2 separate regions of the Ovis aries genome follow, and region 2 is linked to region 1. The links are chromatin contacts, called in public Hi-C maps. All regions are on one chromosome and are shown on one strand. Each heading gives the region's core, a stretch centred on a gene start, on an enhancer-like site or on the middle of the called end of the contact. The rest is flanking DNA. Distances are from core to core; before and after follow the strand shown. Region 1 holds the start of HNF4A (hepatocyte nuclear factor 4 alpha). Region 2 overlaps LOC114117633 (a long non-coding RNA gene).

What was found. A called contact is a pair of places that touch in the nucleus more often than the background predicts.
Region 2: a contact with region 1 is called in a Hi-C map of liver, with 5 times the contacts expected there. The contact joins the enhancer-like site here to the promoter of HNF4A in region 1. A contact is called at or near these places in 8 of 16 Hi-C or Micro-C datasets (blood, hypothalamus, liver and 3 more).

Annotation. Positions count from the first base shown.
Region 1 is chr13:72,774,318-72,781,381 of ARS-UI_Ramb_v3.0, reverse strand. HNF4A (hepatocyte nuclear factor 4 alpha) reads right to left here and starts at 1,891. Exons shown (of 10, transcript NM_001205153.1): 1 at 1,783-1,891. The coding sequence starts at 1,870. LOC132657645 (a long non-coding RNA gene) reads left to right here and starts at 6,899. Exons shown (of 2, transcript XR_009596126.1): 1 at 6,899-7,064.
Region 2 is chr13:72,840,348-72,847,416 of ARS-UI_Ramb_v3.0, reverse strand. LOC114117633 (a long non-coding RNA gene) reads right to left here. Exons shown (of 3, transcript XR_003591289.3): 3 at 4,921-7,069. Among named protein-coding and RNA genes, the nearest start is that of TTPAL, 7.1 kb to the left of the region's middle. Within about 2 kb of position 4,631, at least 3 of the 54 cell types and tissues checked have an H3K27ac peak or open chromatin away from gene starts, as enhancers often do. A contact at or near this core is called in liver, where this site is marked.

The DNA.
Region 1 (7,064 bases), core at 642-3,141:
CGTAAGGAGCTTAGCCCCTGCCTCGGGGACACACACTTCCTGGGAGCTGGAGGCACCCACTCTGAAGGGGTGATGGGACAGTCCAGGGCTAGACGGTGGTCGGTGTCTCGCACGCTGTCTCTGGGGTCACACACACCCCACCGAGTGCAGCAGCTTCCTGTTTACTGTGTCCTACATGTTTTCCCCTCAGCTCCCTCACGTGATCCCTGGACACTCCTGAAAGCCAGCAGGCCTGGAGTGACTAAGCCCATTCTGCAGAAGGAGCCAGGAGAGGGGAGGTGACATGCCCAAGGTCACACAGTGAGTGAATGGCAGGGGGAGGTGAGCAAATGGTGAGAGCGACCACGCATCACGCCCACTGACCACGGGCAGGGCAAATACCTCCCTCTGGCTGAGCTGAGCTGACTCAAGTGCTACAGAGCTTGGCTAAAGCTGCAGAACCATGGAAGGAAGGCAGGTGGGCTGCCCTCCTCCTCAGGCTGGCTTGTGACTGGTCAGGTCCCCGCATCCTGGCTTCCAAGCCTCCTCCCTTCCCCCACCTCCTTGTGGAGGAGATGTGCTCTCAGTGATAACGGGAGCGGATGTACAAACCTGGGGAGACACACAGGCAACGCAATCTGGTCTGAGACAAATGGACGTGTTGCTGATGTGACTCGCGTGTGTGAATGGCAACGGCATATCACATGAGCGCTGAAGAGAGCTGACCCCCCAGGACGGGGATGTGCACACGTACACAAGCAGGTACAAATAGGGGCACGAGACAGGATGCCCAAACTGGATATATGTCCAGGAAACCCAGGACGCACAAACCAATCCACGTCCAGAGCTCATACGTGCAAACGTCATGGACACACATACACACTCATCACTGCTTACCGTATACACACATTGCCGCTTACTGTACACACACTCATCGCCACTTATGGACATAAGCAAGATAAACACAGATATCCCTAGAGATAACAACAAACACGGACCCACTCAAAGAAGAAATGCAACTAGAAACAAATGCAGAACACGTGCACACACAGACCAGTGAACACAAACATGCAAATGGGTTCCTGCAGACATACATTTGCAACAAAGTCCACCGCTTGCCCACGTGTGTACATGGAAATTCAAGCACCCATGCCAATGGGAGGTTACAATCGCATACCAGTGAGCTTGTGCGTGTGCGCACACACACACACACACACACACACAATGCGCGTGCCCATGCGCACTGTTGATCCCCATCTCATTTAGCAAAACCTCCCTGAGAACTCCATTTTCTCTAAGTGGGGCGTTCACCCCAGGAAAGTCCCAAAGACACCCTGAAACACAGTCATGTCTCCATCCACCGTCTCTGGGGACGGGACATAACCTTTCCATCTCTCTGGACCTCGGCCCAAGGGGTTCAAGCAGAGGTCATGCTGGGCCCAATGGCTGGGGCTGGATGCCGAGAGGACGCTCACCATGAAGTCCCCGCTCCCAGTGACATGCTGCACAGCGACAGCTTTGGTCACAGGGACCACGAAGGCCTGGCAGGAACACCCAGGGCCTACTCTTGCTGCAGATGGCCCTGGCAGACCACCCCGCCCCCCGCCACCACCCCGAAGGCTTCTGGTCACTGTACCTGGGAACATTGACTTCACCTGGCAACACCTGTGCCCTCACTGACGGGACCACCACGCTCAGCTACCGCTGTCCCCCCAGCCCCAAACCCAGTGCGTCAGACTCGCTCCGGTACCTGGGTACACCTGCCCCCACCTGGCACACCTGGGCACACCTGCCCCCACCTACCATTGCCCATCGTCAACACCTGCACATTCTCAAACTCCAGGGTGGTGTAGGCTGGGTCCAGCGCAGCACTGTAGTCGGCCATGTCCATGTCGACAAGGGTTTTGGAGAGGCGCATCCTCCCTCTCCCCGCCTCGGCCGCCTGCCCTGCCCAGGATGCCCACCCCGAAGGCTCTGGGCTGAGCCCCGGCCTCTGCGCTCCGCCCTCCCACCGCCTCCTCCCAGCTGCCCTCTCTGCCTTCCTGCGTTTCAAACCGTCCTCTGGGAGGGTCTGCCGGGAGTCTGGGCCTAGCCTCTGCGCAGGGGTGGAGGCTCTGCTGGGGAGGGGTGGGGGTTAATGGTTAATCGGCTCCCCCCCCCCACCCCGGTGGACTGGCTGGGCGGGGCCCTGGGGATTTGGCTGTCTGTTGGTTTCTGGCTGACACCAGGGTGCTCTTACAACAGATGGGGGGCCCTAACACCCCAATAACGTGTTACCAGTCCTGTGAGACGACGGACACATGCTGTTTCTCCAGCACTCACTGGACCCTGACTCAGCCACCCTCTGAGTCACTGTCACCCCAAGTCATGCTGATACTGACATGCTCACACGCGCCCCCAGACACTGACAGCCCACCTCCAAGACGCCCTAACTCAGGAACTTCCCAAATCATTGACTTCAACCCTCTTATAGAGATAACGCCGTCTCATGGCTCATGAATCAGAAGCGTCGGTCTCAGGCCCCACATACCAGGTTTCTAGATCCTCGTTCTAGGAGGCCCCTTCCGGTTTCTTGCCTTCCCTAGGGGCAGGAAGGACTGAGAGGCCCAGACTCCTGTCTAGGTCCCCTCCCCTGCTCCCCAGGACCACACTCTGGCAACCACCAGCCCCCACAGTGCCCAGGTGCTCAGGCCCAGACAGATTCTATCACCCCTTTCCTTGTCACCTCCTCCAGCTCCCCCCCCTCCACCCCGTGCCTCCCCCACCCCCCAGGGAAGAAGGGAGGCTTATAGTCCCTTAGACCCGGATTAACATTCAGGCGCCTACCACCTACTAATCATGACTCTGGGTAAATGATTCTCCTCTCTGAGCCTCAGTTTCCTCTTCTAGAAAAATGCACAATCAACTTCAAAGGGTGGTCTGAGTATTAAATGAGTTGGCGTTAGGAAAACACCAAGCAGGTATCCATTTCCCTCCACCCCCACCCTCTTGGCCTCCCTTTCAAATCTCCCTTGTTTCTCTCCTCCCTCCAGAGCGGGGTTCGTGAGCGGGGTTCGCGGGCAAGCCACCCGAGCAGTGCACTCTGGGGCAAAGGAGCTCCCCTCTCACGCTCCTGTGTTTGCTTTCATGCTCGGCTATTCTGAGCAAGGGGCCTGCATTTTTGTTTGGGACTGGGCCCTGCTAATCTTGTGGCCTTCAATTCACGCCTAACGTTTTTCTTCTCATCCCCTCCAGCCCTCACTGCCCGCTACACAGACAGGGGCAAGAGCTCCCGATCTAGCTGGGCAGATAAGGTCTCGAGGTAGAGGTGGAAAGTGCAGGTCTGGGGAGAAGGACCTACGATTCTGGAGGCCTGGGAGCTTGTCCTCCTTTGTTGGCAGGAAGGGCCAGGCAGGGGGATTTGGTAATAAGGGCAAGGTGGGGGTGAATTAGTGAAAGAGGGCATTAATGAGTGAGTGGGTGGGTGAATTAATGAAGGAGTGAATTAACGAGTGGGTGAGGGACTTCCCTGGTGGTCCAGTGGTTAAAAATCCACCTTGCAAAGCAGGAGACTCAGGCCCAAGCCCCGCTTGGGGCACTAAAATCCCATATGCTTCGAAACAACTAAGCCTGCACCTAAACGACTGAGCTGGAGTGCCACGATGAGAGAGTCCAGGCACCGTAACAAAAGATCCTGCCTGATGCCACTAAGACCCCATGCAGCTAAATCAACATGAAAAGAAAAAAGAGTGGGTGAATTACAGACAGGGTGCATTCATACGCGAAAGAGTGAACTGAGTGGGTGAATTACTGAAGGTCTGAAAGGAATCAGAGTGAAATGGTGGACTAGTGAGCAAAGGACCGCACGAGTGGAAAGGTGAGTGAGTGAATGAATGGGCACATTGGAGGGAGAGGCGGCTTGCGTTTGAGGGGTGTGTAGAAGCATCCTCCTCACATTCTTCCAACTATTAGAAGCCCTTTTTCGGGCTTGTGTAAGCCTTGTTCTCCTCCCTCCATTTTCCCCCTGGGGTTTAGATAATTAGGGTGGGAAGTTGGGGGCAGCAATTGTTCCGGAGAAGAGAGGCTGGATTTGGCATTAGGAGACGAGATTTAGGGCTTCCTTGGTGCCTCAGACAGTAAAGAATCTGCCTGCCACGTGGGAGACCTGGGTTCGATTCCTGTGTGGGGAAGATCCCCTGGAAAAGGGAATGGCAACCCACTCCAGTATTCTTGCCTGGAGAATCCCATTGATGGCAGAGCCTGGTGATTTACGGACTAGCTCTGTCACTACTGGGATAACTTTGCTTAAATCATGTCTCTCTAAGGGCCTCAATTTTCCCATCTGTAAAGTGGGGTGAAGACGCTGGCCCAGTTGTTTGTTGATAAGTACAAGACCTTGAGGGAGGGAAGAAGGGACAGAGATTCTAAAAGGGCTGGTGGAAAAGACTTCAGCTTCTGGTGAATTCCTCCCATGTTCCTCCAAGGACATCTGAGCCTGGTTCCAAGAGCCTTGGGCAGGAGACCCAACTAAGGGATAAATGTGGAGGAGAAGGAGGGACATTCCTGGGAGGGGCTACCTAGGGCTGGTTCCGGGTCTTGTCACCTGTCTGACACCTCTGACACAGACCACACACAGCTACTCCTCTCACAAACCTATACACAGGGTGTCTCCTCCAGTCTAAGGGGAGCAGTTCCCTATTTCCAAAAGTAGGCTGGGATCACTGAATGTCAAAGTTTAGTCCGTAATAAAAATAACAAATCTTTGATCTCGATAGACAGCATCTTAGATTAAATTAAATAAAGTCTATAATCAATAGAGTCAGCCATGCCACACACAAGAACTTCCAGGTGGGCAGCCTGGACACCCTAAGTTACTTCATACACAGGGACACAGATGCTTCACCAAACACACAACACAAGTGATCCACTGCCTATGAGATACATTCCAGAAAACGATTTCATACCCATCCATGTCCCACCAATCACGACCTACCACATAAGTAAATCTACCCACCCATGAACTGGAATTTGCGTAATCTATTACACACACGATTCACCCCATCCTTGAAAAGGTGAAAGTGAAAGTCACTCAGTCATGTCCGAGTCTTTGTGACCCCATGGACTATACAGCCCATGGAATTCTCCAGACCAGAATACTGGAGTGGGTAGCCATTCCCCTCTCCAGGAGATCTTCCCAAGCCAGGGACTGAACCCAGGTCTCCCACATTGCAGGCAGATTCTTTACTAGCTGAGCCACCAGGGAAGCCCAAGAATACTGGAGTGGGTAGCCTATCCTTTCTCCAGTGGATCTCCTCGACCCAGAAATCTAACCGGAGTCTCCTGCATTGCAGGTAGATTCTTTACCAGCTGAGCTACCAGGGAACCCCATCCTTAGTTGATCCCAAACAATATCTTCTAGATGCACATCCCTCATATAAACAACTGGCCACCTCTAAGATCCACCAACTCTGTGGTCTTGGACAAGTCATTATTTCCAAGCCTCAGTTTCTCCTCCTGTAAAATGGGCCAAACTTGAAATTTGTTGTGAAGATGAGACGGGATAATACTATAAGGTTCTTAGTCCTTCCCTCACCCCCACCCCACCCCTACAGAATAAACCGTGGACCTTGAAATCAGAAAGAGCTGGGTCAAAAGTCAGGCACTGCCACAGCCGTGCTGCACTGAAGATCGAAGATCCCACGTGCCACCACTAAGACTGGGCACAGCCAAACAAAAACAAAAACAAAACACTCAGGCACTGCCAACTTCCCAAACTCTGCGACCTCGGGTTCCAGCTTTCTCAACCTTATTTTTGGCACCAGACAGCTTGTACCTTTTCCCTGGGGGATGGTGTGGGCATGAAATGGCCAAGTGTAGGCATACAGGGCAATAGCAATGACTGCTGGGACTGACTCCTTGACCTTGGCTACATAGTCAGCTGGAATCGGGACCCCTGCGCAGGAGAACTCCAGGGACAGCTGGCCCAGCCCTGAGCTAACCCTGGCCTCTTTGCCATCAACTCTGCAGCCCTTCTTTATCTCGGAACTGCCTCCCAAGGCTGTCAGACCCCAGCTCAACATGTTCCAGATCCCAGGGGAAAACAGGCCTTAGAGCTTACTTGGAGGTCCCACTCCTTGTCATAGATGGAGAAGCAGGAGCCTCAGGAAGGGGAAAGAGGGGCATTTTGAGAGCAATGTCCTGAGCAGCCAGGGGTTGGGGAGGAGGGGCGGTGGGCAGGGTGCTCAAGCCTATGGTGCAGACAAAAGGTAAGGGAGCTGCCATTCTGGACCACAGCATTTTTCTTTTCAATGACAATAATGTTTCCAGGAAGATTCTGTGCTAGGCCCGGTGCTAAGACCCTTCCACTCTTCTTAGCTGATCTGTCCCGCGTTGTAGCAGACACAACTGAGGCTCAAAGAGGTGAAGCCTCTTGCTTAAGGCCAGCCTGATGTAAGAGGAGGGGCTGTAACTGGAACCCCAGTCTGACTCCAGAGCTTGAGGGTTTCACCTACTCCTTGCTGCCTCCCAGAAAGAACCTCGGACTTCTGAGTGCTGGTGGCTAGTGGTTCCGTCGTCACGTTACTGCTGAAGCAGTCAGGGGTCTGAGAAGCCAAGGAGCCTGTCCTGGTGCATGTGCAAGTTCAGAGGCATCCTCCAGACACTGGCTACCCCAGGGCCACCAGGCATCTTCATGTGCCCTGGGTGCTCACGTCCCCACTGTCTCCAGCCTCTCCTCCCCCACCCATCACCCAGGGAGCGGTGCAGGGAACCAGGGACTTATCAAGACAGAGAACAAAAGTCGTGGGGGAAAGAAGCCAAGAGCCATCTCCACTCTGGGGTAGGGCCCTTCAGTTTCGCCCCTTTGAAATTTCAAATTCCAGTTTGTGGACAAAGTCCTAACTTTCTCACAATATAGGTCCCCAAACACTGACCAAACTCCAGTCTGGGCAGCCAGCAGGGCCCCGTGTGGCCTTTCGGCTTCCTTTGGCAGCTCTCGAGGTCTCGGGGCACCAGCTGGGGTCTGTCAGGTCATCCCTGCAGCCCCAGCCCACCCCTCAGGGACCCATGCCTCCCACCTGAGAGGACAGCCCTCTTCCTGGAGCTGG
Region 2 (7,069 bases), core at 3,382-5,881, 63 kb before region 1:
GAACCAGCCTCAGTATTTTTTTGTAATAACCTAAATTCTGTTGTTGTTGTTTAGTCACTAAGTCGTGTCCTAATCTTCGAGACGCCTGCGACCCCATGGACTGTAGTCTGCCAGGGACTCTCTGTCCATGGGATTTCCCAAGTCAGAATACTGGAGTATGTTGCCATTTCCTTCTCCAGGGGATCTTCCCAACCCACATCTCCCTTTGGCATCTTCAAACTCATATCTTCTGCATTGGCTGGTGGATTCTTTACCATTGAGCCACCAGGGAAACCCTCAACCTAAATTCTGACTTTTTAATGTTTATTAATTTGGTGGCTCTGGATCTCAGTTGCGGCACACGAGATCTTCGATTTTTGCTGCATCACATGGGATCTTTAGTTGTGGCATGCAAACACTTAGTTACAGCTTGTAGAATCTAGTTCCCTGAACCAGGGAGCCAACCCAGGCCCCCTGAACTGGGAGTGTGGAGTCTTAGGCTCTGGACCACCAGGAAAGACCCTTCTCTGAGTTCTTGAAATAGCCACCAGTTCTTCCAGGGCAGGCCCTGTGTTGGAGAGAAACTATTGGGAAGGGAATCAAAAAAAAGCAGAAGGACTAGATGAAGATAGGGATGGGAAACGGAGCCAGAAAATCTCAGAGAACAGGCCATAGTTTTTCTTAATGATACGCAGAAAGCATATTTATGTATATGTGTATAGACATACATGGGCCTCCCAGGTGGCTGGTAAAGAATCTGTTTGCCAATGCAGGAGACATGGGTTTGATCCCTGGGTCAGGAAGATCCCCTGGAGAAAGAATGGCAACCCACTCCAGTATTCTTGCCTGGAAAATCCCATGGACAGAGGACCCTGGTGGGCTGTAGCCATGGGGTTTCAAAAAGAGCTGGACACGACTTAGTGACTAAACAAACAACAACAATATACGTACATAAAATATACATATGTGTGTACATGTATCTATATGTTTATAAATATTTGTATATATATAAATATTTAGTTCTAGCCACTAAAATAGCACAGAAACAATGACTAATCTAGCAGTACCTACCACTCAGATTCTAGTCTTGAAAGCCTATTTTCTCTTTAAAAAAATATAAGGACCTCCTAGAGAAACTGCTGATTCCAGATCAGCAGTAGGAAATATGCAAGATAAGCCTGGAATGTCTTGTCATATCAGATAATAAGGAAGCTATCAAAGGCCCTAGGGTCACATCCAAAGGACTTGGAAATCAACCTGAAGATGGGACAATTTCAGCTGCAACAAAGACAATACTTGCCGTTAACTGAAACATCAAATATGCTTCAGTACCTGAGTTCATAATATTTGGCAAAAACACGAATTGCTTATCTTCTGAAGATGGAATTGAAAAAGTATAATGCCTTTCCAATATGAATTCTACCACCAAGTAACCTAATAATAGATTAAGAAAAGCATCTTTTTGTGAAATTAAACAAGACCGGGAGCTGACTGTGGCTCAGATCATGAACTCCTTATTGCCAAATTCAGACTTAAATTGAAGAAAGTAGGGAAAACCGCTAGACCATTCAGGTATGACCTAAATCAAATCCCTTATGATTATACAGTGGAAATGAGAAATAGATTTAAGGGACTAGATCTGATGGACAGAGTGCCTGATGAACTATGGATAGAGGTCCATCACATTGTACAAGAGACAGGGATCAAGACCATCCCCATGGAAAAGAAATGCAAAAAAGCAAAATGGCTGTCTGAGGAGGCCTTACAAATAGCTGTGGAAATAAGGGAAGCGAAAAGCAAAGGAGAAAAGGACGGATATACCCACTTGAATGCAGAGTTCCAAAGAATAGCAAGGAGAGACAAGAAAGCCTTCCTCAGTGATCAATGCAAAGAAATAGAGGAAAACAACAGAATGGGAAAGATTAGAGATCTCTTCAAGAAAATTAGAGATACCAAGGGAACATTTCATGCAAAGATGAGCTCTATAAGGGACAGAAATAGTATGGACCTAACAGAAGCAGAAGATATTAAGAAGAGGTGGCAAAAATACACAGAAGAACTGTACAAAAAAGATCTTCATGACCCAGATAATCACAATGGTGTGATCACTCGCCTAAAGCCAGACATCCTGGAATGTGAAGTCAAGTGGGCCTTAGAAAGCATCACTATGAACAAAGCTAGTGGAGGTGATGGAATTCCAGTTGAGCTATTTCAAATTGTCAAAGATGATGCTATGAAAGTATTGCACTCAATATGCCAGCAACTTGGGAAAACTCAGCAGTGGCCACAGGACTGGAAAATGTCAGTTTTCATTCCAATCCCAAAGAAAGGCAATGCCAAAGAATGCTCAAACTACTGCACAATTGCATTCATCTCACATGCTAGTAAAGTAATGCTCAAAATTCTCTAAGCCAGGCTTCAGCAATACGTGAACTGTGAACTCCCAGATGTTCAAGCTGGTTTTAGAAAAGGCAGAGGAACCAGAGATTAAATTGCCAACATCTGCTGGATGATCGAAAAAGCAAGAGAGTTCCAGAAAATCATCTATTTCTGCTTTATTGACTATACCAAAGCCTTTGACTGTGTGGATCACAATAAACTGTGGAAAATTCTGAAAGAGATGGGAATACCAGACCACCTAACCTGCCTCTTGAGAAACCTATACTCAGGTCAGGAAGCAACAGTTAGAACTGGACATGGAACAATAGACTGGTTCCAAATAGGAAAAGGAGTATGTCAAGGCTGTATATTGTCACCCTGCTTATTTAACTTATATGCAGAGTACATCATGAGAAATGCTGGACTGGAAGAAGCACAAGCTGGAATCAAGATTGCTGGGAGAAATATCAATAACCTCAGATATGCAGATGACACCACCCTTATGGCAGAAAGTGAAGAGGAACTAAAAAGCCTCTTGATGAAAGTGAAAGAGGAGAGTGAAAAAGTTGGCTTAAAGCTCAACATTCAGAAAACAAAGATCATGGCATCCGGTCCCATCACTTCATGGGAAATAGATGGGAAACAGTGGAAACAGAGTCAAACTTTATTTTTTTGGGCTCCAAAATCACTGCAGATGGTGATTGCAGCCATGAAATTAAAAGACGCTTACTCCTTGGAAGGAAAGTTATCACCAACCTAGATAGCATATTCAAAAGCAGAGACATTACTTTGCCAACAAAGGTCCATCTAGTCAAGGCTATGGTTTTCCAGTGGTCATGTATGGATGTGAGAGTTGGACTGTGAAGAAGGCTGAGCACCGAAGAACTGATGCTTTTGAACTGTGGTGTTGGAGAAGACACTTGAGAGTCCCCTGGACTGCAAGGAGATCTAACCAGTCCATTCTGAAGGAGATCAGCCCTGGGATTTCTTTTGGAAGGAATGATGCTAAAGCTGAAACTCCAGTACTTTGGCCACCTCATGCGAAGAGTTGACTCATTGGAAAAGACTTTGATGCTGGGAGGGACTGGGGGCAGGAGAAGAAGGGGACGACAGAGGATGAGATGGCTGGATGGCATCACGGACTTGATGGACGCGAGTTTGAGTGAACTCTGGAAATTGGTGATGGGCAGGGAGACCTGGCGTTCTGCGATTCATGGGGTGGCAAAGAGTCGGACACGACTGAGCGACTGAAATGAACTGAACTGAGCTGAAGTGAACTGATACTGTCTAGGGATGCACACTTGGATGCTTAAACCATTAAGAAATGCAAGGATATAATTACTATAAAAGTCAGGTAAGCAGCTATTTGTGTGGAGAGTGGCTGTGATTAGGATGGGGTACACAGAGGGGCCTCTGGGGCGACTACAGGGTTCTGTTTTGTGACCTGGGTGGTGCTTATAAGGGCATTTTCCTCGTGATAATTCACTAAGATACAAAATTAATTTGCATGATTTTCTGCATCTGTGGTTTGTTTTTGTAGAAAGTTTTGAAGAAATGAAAGTAGAAGCACCCACCTCACTGCGTGTTAATGATGTGTGTACAAATACACATCTCTGAATATATGGCTTCTGGGAGCACCAAGTGCATAGAAGGTGGTCACTAAACATGAGTTCCCATCCCTGTTAATCCTGTAAAACACCCTTACTGGTGTGATTTCAGTGCCACGACTAACTTGTGTGACTAATCAAAAATAGTTAATGCTTATCAAGTGATTATTATGTGCCAGGCACTTCTCCCAGCATATTAAATCTAACTAAATCCTCATAACCCTATTATTATTATTCCCATTTTACAGAGAAGAAAACTGAGACTCAGAAAGGTTTTCATGGCCACACAGAACGTGATGGGGCAGCCTGATTCTGAACCTGGGCAGCCTGGCTCTCCAGTGGGTCTCATCCACTGTATGTATAACTTACTGTTTTCTATTTGGTGTTCAGTGCCCCCATTTGTGATAATAACTCCCCCTTATTGAGTGTCTGCCAATGTCTGTGCCATCCCTTGACACTCATTACCTGAATCTCACAACAGTCCTGGAAGGTGGAGAAGCTTGTTAACCTGCATTTAGCAGAGGGGAACTCAGGGCGGTGAAGGAACTTACCTGAAGGAAATGGCTGTGTCAGGGGTTTGAATTGTGGATGGGCAGGTTCATACTCTTTGGCCCTGTGATTCTGAAGAACAAAATGTTCCCTGCTCTTAACCAGATGCTCACCTGATGGATCTGACCCAGTGTGAGGTCACGGGTTGCTCAATCAGCCATCCAGAGCCTGACTTGGCTTGACAAGTGTCCAGACAAGTGTCCAGACCAAGGCTGGAGAAGCCAGGGGCTTGGCAAGTGCCAGGCACGCCTGACCCCATGAGGGGGTCGTAACAGAGCTTGTGATCCATAACCCCAGTGAGCCAGAGATTTGTTTCTCTGCGTGCCAAACTTTTTTGCTCCTGAGAGCCTCAGAATCAGGACCCAGGATACAGCTGGTCAGCTCTCTGACTTGAGATGAAGACGTGGTGTGGGCCGGTTGTATGGATTTCTCAGAAATGGTGAGGGCCCAGCTGTACTTTTCTGTTCACACACTGATTTTCTAACCTGAGTCAGGATGACTGATGGAGGTGCGGGCAGGCAGACTGAAGCATTTCCCAGACAGGGCCTGGAACGGTGAGGAGACCAGAGGGGCGTGAGACATCTCACCCCCTCTCTACCAGGACCAGCTGAAGAGCCTGCCTAGCTCAGTCTCACTGTATTATTTTTTAAGATACCTTTCATTACCAATTGGGCTTACCTGGTGGCTCAGCGGTAAAGAATCTGCCTGCAATGCAAGAGACTCAGTTTTGATCCCTGGGTCAGGAAGATTCCCTGGAAGAGGGCATGGCAACCCACTGCAGGATTGCCTGGAGAATCCTATGGACAGACGAGCCTGGCGGGGCTACAATCCATAGGGTCACAAAGAGTCGGACATGACTGAAGTGACTTAGCATGCATGCGTGTATTATTATCAGTTATTACTTTTATTATTCCTTCTTTTAAAAACCTTTTTTTTTTTTTTTCATTTTTTGGCCGTGCCACACGGCATGTGGGATCTTAGTTCCCTAACCAGGGATGGAACCCTTGTCCCCTGCAGTGGAAGCACAGAGTCTTAACTGCTAGACCACGAGGGAAGTCTGAGACACACTTTTACGATGGGGCCATCTTGCTAGTCCTGAGCCAGGTCCTTCGTTACAAGACCTGTGGACCCCCAATCAGACTGACCTAGGTTCAAAACCCGGCACCATCATATGAACTGCTGTGTGACCTTGACCAGTACCTGGCTCCTACAACTTAGTTTTCTCATCTGTAAAGTGGAAGAAAACAATCACCCCCCTCACAGGGCTTTATAAGGATCAAACACACACAGGCACCAAGAATAGTGCCTGGTACCGTCAATGCCACTATCATTATTCTTCCAGGCTAACAGCACTGACTCAGCGCAAAGGAGGCAGTCATTACATCTAGTTGAGGTTGCTGTGTCCTGGGATACGTCACCAGTCCATAGAGTGGCTGGGGTTCACTTGTAATAAAATAGCCACCTTTTATGAAGCGTTTACTGTGCACTCATCTCTGTATGCGCCATTTAACTACGTCTTCACTACCTTTCCAACTTGCTGATCTGCTGTGCTCAGTCACATCTGATTCTTTTGTGACCCTATGAACTGTAGTTCCCCAGGCTCCTTCTGCCCATGGGGGTTTTCAGGCAAGAATAGTGGAGTGGGTTGCCATTTCCTCCTCTAGGAGATCTTCCCAACCAAGGGATCAAACCCTCGTCTCCCCCGTCCCTTGCATTGCAAGCAGATTCTTTACTGCTGAGCCACCTTTCAAAGCTGACATGATTATCTCCATTTTATACATGGGAAAACAGAGGCTCAGAAAATCTGAGAAACTGTCTATGGGATCCATAGGTTAAAAAAGAAAAAACTAGTACATCTAGAATGGTTAAAATTGAAAAGACTGACTATGGCACTTGGAACTTTCGTACACTGCAGGTGGAAATGCAAGATGGTACAATTACTTTGGAAACTAGTTTGCAGAAGTTTCTTGAAAAGTTAAATATGGGACTTCCCTGGTGGTCCAGTGGCTCGGACTCCACGCTCCCAATGCAGGGGGCCCAGATTCAATTCCCGGTCAGGGAACTGGGTTCCTCATGCCGTAACCAAGAAGTTCACATGCGGCTACTGAGTTTGCATCCACAACTAGAAAAGATCCTGTGTGCCACAACTAAGACCTGAAACAGTCAAATAAATACATTTTTTAAAAAGTTAAACATACACTTATCAAAATATGAACTAGCAATTGATGGCTCGGTGGGTAAAGAATCCAACTTGCAATGCAGGGGACACAGGAGACGTGGGTTCAATCCCTGGGTCAGGAAGATCACTGGAAGAAGGAAATGGCAACCCATCCAGTGTTCCTACCTGGAGAATCCCATGGACAGAGGAGCCTGGCGGGCTACAGTCCATGGGGTCACAAAGAATTGGACATGACTGAAGCGACTTAGCATGCACAGCAAACATACTCCTAGGTTTATTTACCCAAGATTAATGAAAGCATTTGGATACTAAAAAGTGTGTACATGAATGTTCTTAGCAGCTTTATTTGTAATAGCCAAAAAAACTGGGGAAAAAA